Linked DNA regions of Mus musculus: all the other regions are linked to region 2. The links are chromatin contacts, called in public promoter capture Hi-C maps. All regions are on one chromosome and are shown on one strand. The core of a region is the stretch at or near the end of the contact, and the rest is flanking DNA. Distances in the headings are between cores, read along the strand shown. Region 1 holds the start of Rpp40 (ribonuclease P 40 subunit). Region 2 holds the start of 1700011B04Rik (RIKEN cDNA 1700011B04 gene). Region 3 holds the start of Ppp1r3g (protein phosphatase 1, regulatory subunit 3G). Region 4 holds the start of Slc22a23 (solute carrier family 22, member 23).

The links. Promoter capture Hi-C pulls out the DNA fragments that hold promoters and counts their contacts.
Region 1: a promoter capture Hi-C map of liver shows a contact between it and region 2, with 5 times the contacts expected there. The contact joins the promoter of Rpp40 here to the promoter of 1700011B04Rik in region 2. A contact is called at or near these places in 24 of 39 promoter capture datasets (the 3T3-L1 cell line, 3T3-L1-derived adipocytes, the HPC-7 cell line and 14 more), 2 of 484 Hi-C or Micro-C datasets (CD4 T cells and bone marrow-derived macrophages), 6 of 115 datasets of contacts at active chromatin or transcription factors (bone marrow-derived macrophages, embryonic stem cells, large pre-B cells and 1 more) and 2 of 9 other capture datasets (liver and macrophages).
Region 3: a promoter capture Hi-C map of embryonic stem cells shows a contact between it and region 2, with 3 times the contacts expected there. The contact joins the promoter of Ppp1r3g here to the promoter of 1700011B04Rik in region 2. A contact is called at or near these places in 1 of 39 promoter capture datasets (embryonic stem cells), 1 of 484 Hi-C or Micro-C datasets (macrophages) and 1 of 115 datasets of contacts at active chromatin or transcription factors (embryonic stem cells).
Region 4: a promoter capture Hi-C map of hippocampal neurons shows a contact between it and region 2, with 2.7 times the contacts expected there. The contact joins the promoter of Slc22a23 here to the promoter of 1700011B04Rik in region 2. A contact is called at or near these places in 4 of 39 promoter capture datasets (the HPC-7 cell line, hippocampal neurons, liver and 1 more).

What each region holds. Positions count from the first base shown.
Region 1 is chr13:35,904,944-35,907,643 of GRCm38.p6, forward strand. It overlaps Rpp40 (ribonuclease P 40 subunit), which reads right to left and starts at 1,404. Exons shown (of 8, transcript NM_145938.4): 1 at 1,261-1,404. The coding sequence starts at 1,383.
Region 2 is chr13:35,180,352-35,183,051 of GRCm38.p6, forward strand. It overlaps 1700011B04Rik (RIKEN cDNA 1700011B04 gene), which reads left to right and starts at 1,272. Exons shown (of 3, transcript NR_045616.1): 1 at 1,272-1,344.
Region 3 is chr13:35,966,457-35,969,156 of GRCm38.p6, forward strand. Ppp1r3g (protein phosphatase 1, regulatory subunit 3G) reads left to right here and starts at 1,450. Exons shown (of 2, transcript NM_029628.1): 1 at 1,450-1,526; 2 at 1,702-2,700. The coding sequence starts at 2,143.
Region 4 is chr13:34,343,834-34,346,533 of GRCm38.p6, forward strand. Slc22a23 (solute carrier family 22, member 23) reads right to left here and starts at 1,385. Exons shown (of 10, transcript NM_001382849.1): 1 at 326-1,385. The coding sequence starts at 964.

The DNA of each region.
Region 1 (2,700 bases), core at 154-2,653, 720 kb after region 2:
GTTGCCCTGGTCACTGTTGGAGTGTCTGTTCACAGCAGTAAAACCCTTAGTAAAACACACACACACACACACACACACACACACATACACACACACACACAGCCACCACCACCTACCCCTGAGACAGGGTTTCTCCATGTAGCCCTGGCTGTCCTGGAACTTGCTCTGTTTATCAGGTTAGCCTTGCACTCAGAGATTTACCCACCTCTGCCTGGGTTTAAAGGTGTGCATCACCATCAACCTACTAGGCAACAATTCTATTAATTTCAAGTAAACAGATATCTGACTACTCAAGTTTTTCCTTTCTGCATTTCAATGTGAGGCATGACATTGCAATGGAAGTCTTACTTGAATCTTATTTTTGCATACAAGCAATATATGTTATGTCTTTCACACTTTATAGTCAAGGAAATAGAGTATATATAATTCAACATGCCTTGATTTGCTTATTCTGGAGTCATGAAATCAAAGGAACTCCTCCTGGGATTTAGGGACATTTAATTAGTAAGAAGCTACATAGAAGCAAAAGTGCTCCTGGAAGCTTCCATTTCCTAGACAAACCTAGGTGAGACCAGTTGAGATAAGCGATACATCCCTGACCGCAGGGATGGCCTTTCAACCGAAGAGATGCAAAATCCGCGCGGATTTCAAATGATCCCCAAGTGAACATCTAAAGTCCGTTTCGCAAAGCCCCAACAACCAGCCTTGAGGGACAAGGACGCCAGCTAATCTATCTGAGAAATCCATCAGGCCAATATTTAAGATGTAAAATGCTTAAACCCTTATCATCGTAAGGTAAGTTTATTTGGAGTTCCTCGTTTGTCAAACCGCGTGATGCTTTGGAAAGAGTCACAAGCTGATCCACAGAGATCTGCCCAAACTTAGGGTGTAATTCGGCTACATGTTGTACAGGTCACACTCCGACCGTGCAGGTTACATTCCTAACTCCTCCACTGCCTGCTCGACCCAACACCGAGAGGATTTAATCCTGAACACCGCAGTAACCACGCCAAACTCACAAAAACTCTGCTGTTCCTCATAGGACCGAGCACCGCCCTGTGTTTGGCGCATGCTGGGAATTGTAGTCCTACACAGCGCCAAGAAAAGCAGTTAAGAAACTTGAAGAGACTATAGTTCCCAGCATGCCCGAGGACGATCTCCGCCCACCCTCGCAAGCCGAGGAGGTCTGGCCGGGTGAAACCCGGCGTGGTTCTACCTTAAAGCTCTCCAGCCTAAGAGGGCCGGGTGGACCTGACTCACCCTGTAATTATGATAGTGCGTCTCCACGAGATGCTTATGGCGAGACTTATCGTGGCCGAAGTTGGATTTCTCACAGACCAGTAAGTGCCGAGGCGCCTCTTGCAGCCTGCGCAGCGTGGCCATGTTAAGCAGGAGTCCAGGCGAGCACCGCCTCTTGGCCCGCCTCCCGGCCCGCCCCTCGGCCCGCCCCTCACCCCACCATTCGCCCCTTTCTGACTACACCCCTCCCTCCACCACGCCCTAACCCTTCTTTCTTTCCCTGTCTGTCAGTTCCTGCAGGCACTGGGTCTGAAGGTTCTCAAGAACCTGGCATGGGGCTGGTGAGATGGCTCAGCGGGTAAGAGCATTGACTGCTCTTCCAAAAGTCCTGAGTTCAAATCCCAGCAACCACATGTTGGCTCACAACCATCCGCATCTTAAAAAAGAAAGAAAGAAAGAAAGAAAAAACCTGGCACATCCATTCTATCCCACAGTTTCTCCGTGGAGGAACAGTGCATATACCTGGACAGGACTCAGAGAAGGACTGGACCCTGACACCTTATAAAAAGGAGGAAGATAGGACAGAGGAAAAGCCTAGTATAGTCAGGAAATACATCTGCTTTGCAGCACTGTTTTCCTGACTCCTCATATGGTCTCGTTCCTAATGCTCACCCACCCGCAGGCCCCTAAGTTCCCACTGATCCTTCCCAAAAAGTATAGGAAATTACAGAGGAATATAATATGACATTTCTGCATTTTTACTTCCAACAGAACTTCTTTGCTTTGTTTTTAATTATTTAATTTATTTTTTTCATTTCCAACATTACTATTTTGTGATTTTACTCCAAATCTCAGTTTCTTTGCTGAATTGTACTTCCATGTACACTGTTGCTATCTTCAGACACACCAGAAGAGGGCATTGGATTCTATTATGGATGGTTGTGAGCCACCATGTGGTTGCTAGGAATTGAACTCAGGACCTCTGGAAGAGCAGTCAGTGCTCTTAACCAATGATCCATTTCTCCAGCCCCCATAGCTAATTCTTAAAAGCCATATTGTTGATTTTTCTCATCTATTTTACTCTCTGTGTGTGCACACACATGCGTGCGCACGTGCACGTGTGTGCACAGCAGACTTTCCAGGTCCTTCCTTAGGGAAGATTGAATTAATCTTTTTGCTTCAATCTTTTTTGAGGTCTTAAAGTATTTTTACTAGGAAACTTCTGAAATCACCCAGAATTTTACCTATTTCAGTATCATTGAATCCAGGTGTTAAGTTATTTTGTCTTGAGACAGGGTCTCATTATATATCCTGGCTGGCCTCAGACTCAATATATAGACCAGGCTGGTCTCAAACTCAAAGAGATCTACCTGCCTCTGCCTCCTGAGTGCTGGGATTTAAGATGTGAACCACCACTCTGGGATAATTGATTTTGTTTTTGGAGGACTCCTGTTGCTGTGT
Region 2 (2,700 bases), core at 22-2,521:
TTGGCTGATAGAAGAACAGTGGAGGTCCTGCACACAGCAAGCACCAGGCTCAGAGGCAAGGGGACTGCGGAGTTTTCAGGAACTATGAAGAAGCTTTGGAGAGAAGAGAAATGACAGGTAGTATTTTTTAAATGCTCATGACACAGTGTGTTTTTTATTATTGCCCTAGTATTATGAAGCAGTTGGTGCTGTCAGTAGCCGTTAGGTAAAACTGGATACTCCTGCCCTCACTCTTATGGTCAAGTTCCTAACAGATACATAAGATTTGAGATCTGGGAGATTTGTAAAACTGCATTATGTCTAAAATAATTCTAGCATTATTTGCACTCTTCCCTTTTTATTGTTAGTATCTTATAAGATGTGTCTGGTTTAGTTGTAAAAAGCTATAATGTTAGACAAGTACTGTAGCATATACGCACAATTGGAGCAACTGTGTAAATTTTAATCTTATTGTAGCTCTGACTAAAAAAGATTGTTAGTTTTAATTATACATTTTATTTAGAGCAATAAACTTCACATCAGCCATAACCGATACATAAGCTACTGGTAAGAAATTTTGTTTCTTTATATCCACACTGAGGTTACAAAATTCTAGACTATCTCCACTTAAGCTAGCTACTTTGAGAATAGCACATAGACTGTGCTGGTCAATTTATCATCACAGTGACAAATACCTAACCACACAAGTTGAAAGGAAGACTTTAACTTCACTCACAATTCAGATCTTCAGTCTGCACACTGGAAAATACTAGACGTGGGGTGGTATTTAACAATGTGACATATGAATTTCCTTGCACATAGTATTATACAAGTTTCCTGTTTCCTAGAACACTATGCACAAAGGCTTTGTATAAAGCACATGATGAGCACATACATATTTCTCACTTTCTGTTTTATTGGCAAAGAGGAGCCAAGAATACCAGCAGGAAAGAGCCCTCTCCAATGGATGAAATCAATAATTATGATCCTGTCCCAGGTCCCAGAAACCTTAGTCTTAACTGTGTTAAATTTAATACTTGAATAGTAGTGGAAAGAGGGTGGAGTACTCTTTAACAAAGCTTGTTCCCCTCACAAAAGTTGAATACCAGGAAATAAAATCAAGAGGTAATCCAATGGCCATTATTTTGAGCTTGTTGCATGACAACAAAGCGCCAAATTGGGACAAAGCATCTCTGTTCTCACCTTCCTCTTGGAACATTACATGTGATTCATGGAATCCATTACATCACAGGTACATGGCTCACACCTGAATTCTAAATGCCTTTGTCTGAAGTTGCGGGTGAGACAAAGAAAAATATTGTTGGAAAATTTTATTCTAAAATTAAAGGAATTTTGAATAATAAGGTGAGCATATCTAGGTATTGTGGTGTACACCAATAACCCCAGCACTTGGTAGGCTAAGGCAGGAGGAATTCAAGTTTGGGATCAATCTGTTCTGTAAGGATATCATGTCTTGGGGGAAAAGGAAGAAGACCAGGGCCATTTTTATCCAGTTGTGAACCCTATGAGCTACAACAACGGCTGACCTGGAGATATGCTCATGAGTTCATCAGCGGCACAAATGCTATGGGGATAGTCTACTTTTTCTGACTGGATTTAAGGCCCACTCCACAGGAGGACTCTCAAGCCTGATATTGTAATTGGGCCAAGAACCCATGACCGGGGAGCCCAAACCTTCCAAATATAAACCCTACTACCTTTCTCTTTATGTTAAATGGACATAGGGTCAAAATACAAATCTTGGTTCTCAAAGATTAGTACGTCTCTCAGTCATTAGAGTAGTACCTTCTGCAGTGGATGGTAGCGAATACAAAGACTCATAACAAGTCAAAGTGCGGAGGACAGTCTTTGTAAATTGCTCAGCTCTAAATGGAACTATGTAATATACCTCCCCTACAAGGCTCAGGGAACATTGCAGAACACAGGGCAGAAAGACTGTAAGAGCCAGAGGGTAGGATAGACTGAGATGAAACAGTATCTTCTGGACATGACAGCTGCAGTCATGAACTCGAAGCACCTGTGTGTTGCCTGCACAATACCTGCATGAGAACAATCCAGTCAACAGTTCAGCATGGAATGGGGAGGGGCACACAAGTCCCTATTCCTCCTATAAGGAGCTATTGGGAGTTGAAGGTTGCTAAGGAAGGGAGAATTTGTTTACTTTGGGGATTTGGTTCCCCACATGCTGTCTGTGCTCTAACTGATGGCACACACCCATGTGTATATGGGAAACACTAACAGAATTCAGTGGAGTATTTATATATTTACTTATTTATATTTTTATGTATATGAGTGTTTTTCTTGTGTGTATGTTTGTGTGCCATGTATGTGTTTGAAATCCAAAAGAAGCCAGAAAAGAGCTTTGGATCCTCTTGAACTGGAGTTATAGGTTGTTGTGAGCTGCTATGTAGGGGCTGGGAAACAAATCTTGGTCCTCTGCCAGAGTAGCAAAGCTCTTAACTGCTGAGCCATCTCTCTAGCCCCTAAGTGGATTATGTGCAAAGAGAAGACATTAATTGAGAAGTTGTGAGGGGTCTGAGAGGAGATGGAGTATAAAAGTGTACAGGTGAATATGGTTGAAATACTGTATAGAGTATACCTAAAAATGTTAAATTAAAACCATTTGGCCATACTTCTGTGGGTTTATATTCACATAATTCTGTTCTATTGATTTATCCTTTTGCTAATATCATATGGTCT
Region 3 (2,700 bases), core at 200-2,699, 790 kb after region 2:
CAGGTAGAACAGTGTCAGAATGGAACTGTTGGATACTCACCTGGGAATCAAAACATTGGCAGTAGACAAGGTACTGTCTGGGTGTGAGAATCTGTCCAAGTGAGGGAGACAATTCACTCCAACCTCAAAATCTCTTTGAAGTTCCTAGTTCATTTTTAAACTAGTCTGAGGCTGGGCAGGGGTGGTGTGCGCCTTTAATCTCAGGCAGAGGCAGGCAGATCTCTGTGAGTTTGAGGCCAGCATGGACTACAGAGTGAATTCCAAGATAGCCAGCCCTATACACAGAAAAACCCTGTCTCAAAAAATCAAAGAAACAAACTAGTTTGTGAACATTATACTTATTATCACAATATATCAATGTCTATCTACACGTTAAAAAAAAAGTGTCCTGTGCTGTAGATTTTGTAGATGCTGGAGGTGGGGGCACTCTAGGTAGATCTGGATTGGGAGTCCCATACTGTCAGATTCAGTATGTAGATATGGACACTGTACTGGACACTTAATGACTAGAAAGTCCCAGCCAAGGGACTGAGGGGCCTGTTCCTAAAAATTCCTCTCTAGCTCAGGGTCTTTGGCCATAAAAATAATTTTCCAACTTCCTGGGGTCAAACCTGACCTTAGCTCAGCTCTGGGACCTGAACAGATGTTCCCATCCTTTGTGTGCTACATTGAGTTGGAGTGATGAAGTTTTGTGCACATAAGATCACATGGGAGGGGCCCTCAGCCTTGGGGAGGGATGAGCAGCCTGTGAGTCCTCAATAGATACTAAAATCAGTAACTATTGATGACTCCTTAAATTCTGCTATACCGTGCCCAGTTTAAAAGCCTGGGAAAATTAGCTTTGCTTTTTGTTCCTTGATTTGTGGACCAATATTTCTAAAACCCCAATTTTTTTGTGTAAGTAAGTATACACACAGCCATGGTGAGGCAGTTAGTCACTCCTAAACGGTGGTCCCCAGAGCCTGTCCTCAGCATCTCCCTGTTAGAAATTCTCTCAGAACTGCCTGGGACACCCTGAATCAGATATGAGGGGTGGGGTGGGGGAATGGGAGGTGGGCATGACATTTGGTGATGAAGTTATCAGTTGAAGCTTGATCAAGGCAAAGTTAGCTGGAAGGCAAAGGCACAATACAACACTTAAGGAAGTATCCAGTGCCAGGATATAGTGAGATGTTCTTCCATTAGTCTTCTGGCAATTGGGTTTTGACCGGCAACCCCCAGAAGGCCTGACTGAGCCTTAGAGGGTCTGGGATCCTTGCGGAGGAGAGGTGGCAGTTGCAGGCCAGGCGCAGGCTAAGCGAGAGGGGGGAATGAATGCCTTCAAGTCTGAAGGAAGGCGCTTAGCCATGGAGGGAGGTGCCAGCCCTCTTCTTTGAGGACAGGGGGGTGGGGGTGGGGCGGGAGGACCTTGACGTGCTCTAGTGCTAGGCGCCAATGGCCACCGGGTGCTCTTGTCTGCCTGCCTAGTGAGCTCCCGGTGGGTTCCTGCTCTGTCCCCTGCTCAAGCGCAGCAGCAAGGTCACCAGGTAAGTAGGTGGAAGCTGTAGCTTCGGCCTTCCAGCTTTTAGAACCACTGAGGGGCACAACTACACAGATGCGACCTGGGACTCGAGCGGTTTCGGGGATACAGGATGAAAGGGAAGGGATGCACTTCGCTCGATTGCTTGCCTTAATGACATTCTTGTATCGCGGATTCCCTAGGCCAGTGACAGCCAGGACGTCTCCTCCGGAAGAATAACTTCACAGGCTGGAAAACTTTGTCTAGTTCTGAAAGTTGAGAGCTACCCCAGAGGATACAGACGCGCATAGCAGCCGCGGGGTGGATCAAAGCTATCGGCTAGCCTACGACCTTCAGAAATCCTAGTCTCCACTACGGACGTAGCTCTCAGGTGTTCTGGCTGTCGCGCCTCCCTGTCTTGGCCCTCCCCTTGGGAGCTAGCCGCAGGCCAGCATCCTCCTCCCTCTTGGTCCCGGGCAGCAGCAGCTAAAAGCTGGAGGTTCCAGGCCGAATCCGCTTTCTGCCAGGGTAGGCAAGCCCAGCCGACACTATGCGCTCCTTCTGCTGCGGGAGTAGATAAAAGTTTCCAGAGGACTCTCCGCGGTTCCCGCAGGACGAAACCCGGGGCCGGATCGGACACTGTCATGGATCCCTCGGGAGAACAGCTACACAGATCCGAGGCGTCCAGCTCTACGTCTTCCGGAGACCCTCAATCCGCGGAGGAACTGTCGGTCCCCGAGGTCCTTTGCGTGGAGAGTGGCACCTCTGAGACCCCGATCCCTGATGCTCAGCTCCAGGACCGGCCCCTGTCGCCGCAGAAAGGGGCAGCTCTCCCGGAACAGGAGGAGCTACAGGAATATCGCCGCTCTCGTGCGCGCTCCTTCTCTTTGCCCGCAGACCCCATCCTGCAGGCGGCCAAGCTCCTGCAGCAGAGGCAGCAGGCGGGACAGCCCAGCTCAGAGGGTGGCGCGCCGGCTGGGGACTGCTGCTCCAAGTGTAAGAAGCGCGTGCAGTTCGCCGACTCCCTGGGACTGAGCCTGGCCAGCGTGAAGCACTTCAGCGAGGCCGAGGAGCCTCAGGTGCCCCCGGCCGTACTTTCCCGTCTCCACAGCTTCCCGCTGCGCGCCGAGGACCTGCAGCAGCTCGGGGGGCTGCTGGCAGTGGCAACGATGCCTGATCCTCTCTTGGTACCCTGCGCCCGG
Region 4 (2,700 bases), core at 135-2,634, 840 kb before region 2:
GTGCACTGGGACAGGAGTTTGTGTGGATATTAGAAAAGGCTAAGTCGGTCTCTTTGAAGCGGATGCAGCGTCACGGGCACCGCAGAGGGCGGCAAAAAAGCCTTGGCTTCACATCCAAGTAAGAGCATCTCCTTTGAGGGACAGCCGGGAGCCCAGTCAATGCGGGGTTGTGCGTACACAGGCTAACATTTTGGGTTCCTCAACTGGGTAGGTTTGGACCTAAGTCTGCAGAGAATGAGAGATGGAGCACAGAGCAGAGGCGACCGAGGTCAGAAGAAAAAGGTTCACAAGAAGAACGCGGGGACGCGGCGGTCGTGGCCCTTACCTTGCTGACCACGTTTTGGATGAGACCAGTGCGGATGCCGTAGTCCCACGCGTGGCAGTCGCAATTTGAGTCGTTGTTCCCCTTGCCTGGAGGGGATGGGAGGGGTGGTGTGTCGCTGCTGTTGCTTCGGTTGCTCGTGGTCCCCCAGGAGGCAGTGGAGAAGGGGGTGGCCGAGGGGCTGGTCCAATTGCCCATGTCACCCCATCGGCCGGTGACAGTGGCACCCGCCAGCTCGGTGCCTTTGCCGGCCCCGCGGCACCAGAAATCGGGCTGGTCCAGAAGGAAGGAGTCCGAGAACTGGCTGAAGCCAATGAACAGTGCCGGGATCCAGGTGAGCACCACCAGGGTCTTCTGGTAGCCGCCGCCCAGGCCCCCGAGGAAGGGCAGCACGGAGCCATCGTAGTCCAGCAACAGGAGGCTCGGGGCGGCTGTCGCCGCGCAGCAGCTCGAGTGCGGGCCGCCGCTGGGGTGCAGCGCAGGCAGTGGCTGGATCTCCGCGCTGCTGCCGGAGCCCGCGCGCCCTCCGAGGGGCGCCGAGGCCGCCGCGTCCCCGGGCGGCAGGGAGCCGTTCTCCTCCGCCGGGGCCGGCTGCCGCCCGGCACCACTACCCGCCGCCTCACGCCGCCGGTCTATCGCCATGGCCAGGGCCCGCGGCTCCCGCAGAGGCGCATAGAGCGCGGCGGAGCTCGGCGGGCGCCCGGGCACAGCGCCGCCGCCGAGGAGGAGGGCCCGCGGCCGGAGAGAGTGCTCCGGGCCCGGCGAGTCAGGCCACCCCCATGTCACCCGCGCACCCCCGTGCCCTGGGCGCCGGGCAGAAACCGTTCGAGTCCTCAGCCGCCGCGGCTCATCCGCGCCGCGGCCCGGGCGCCCGCCTAGCTACGAGGCTCTCCGCTGATGCGCGCCGGCCGGGGAGGAGGAGGAGCCGGACCCGCGCCCTTGTCGCGACTCGGGGCCCTGCGGGCACCGGTGCGCGTTGTGCTGGGGCCGCCGGCGGCCGCGGGTTGGGAGATCCTCCACGGACTTCGGGCGCTCCCGGAAGCCGCAAGCTCGCAGCCAGCCTGCGGAGCCGGCCGCGCTCTCGGCTCACCGAGCCGGCCTCCGCCTCCCGCCCCGGCCCGCCCCCTCTCCCCCCGCCGAGGTGGAGGTAACCGCGGCACCTGCTGCGCCGCTCCTGCGCACGAGCGCCCCCTCCAGCCGGGCCGTGTCGCCACCGCCCGGACAGACGCAGGGGCGGGGAGAGGGACACCCGGGCCGCTGCAAGATCCCTGGTGGTCTCTGGGCGCGGGGGACGGGGGTCACCAAGGAGTCTGCACTGGCTGGGAGTGAGAGGACAGTGTCGTCTGCCAGTCTCAAGTCCCACAGCCGCAAGGGACCTCGCCCCGGGCACACCGGCTCTCCGTGACCTCTGTTCGTTTCCGAGGTGCCTGGCGGCTGGCACCCCACTCCTGGTCTTGAGCCCAAGGGTTGCCTGTCTTCCAGAACAACCTTCTGTTCTTCTTCCAGACTCAAATAAGGCAGCTTTTTATGGTCACGGAGCTGGGGCAAGGAGGCATGTTTGCCAATTTTAGGATGACAGCCCCTTACAACGCTGGGTCACACACGACCTACTGCAGCACCCGCCCCAAATCGCCATTTCTTTCTGTGCTCCAGAATGAATGTCAAATAAACACAACTCTAGAAGGCTAGACCTTCAACAGAAGCCACACACTCGATACAAACGTGAATGAGGGCGGCCTGCCCCACCCCCTCCCCAAGGTCTCGGAATCACAATTCCTATGCTCTGCGCACAGGCGCGCACACATCTACACCTCACAGGAGATCCAAATGCTCTTGGCACTCCAGACTCCAGAGCCAGCCTTGCCCAGCTAGCACTATATAAATAACACCAGCCCTGCGGCAAACGGCCGCATTAGCATATCTTCTCCTGCGTGCCAGGCCTGACACCAGTGAGAATTATGCGGCTTTCATCTTAGCCTCACTACATTCTCGAGACATTTCATATTCTGAGAAGTTTATTAATGGAATTAATGGAAATCTTAAATGGAGCAATCTATCTCTAGTCTTATTTAGCACAGGGGAAGGAAGCTCGCGTTCTTTTCCCAAAAGCATATCCTGCGAGTACATGTATGGAATGCGTTCTTTAAGCATCTCCGTTATTTTCTCAGCTGCATGTTGTATAATTTAGTGGGAGACTTTTTTTTTTTAAGCATGCAGCTCAATGTTCCAGTCAACATGTACTTACTGCTGAAATTCTGACACGTGGAGAGAACTATTTCTGAAGACTGCCAGAGAGCTGGACTTTGGGGAACCCAACTGTGAATTTTCCTGAGTGGCTGGGAAGGGGAGATTAGATAACAATAGACGGAAGAGACACA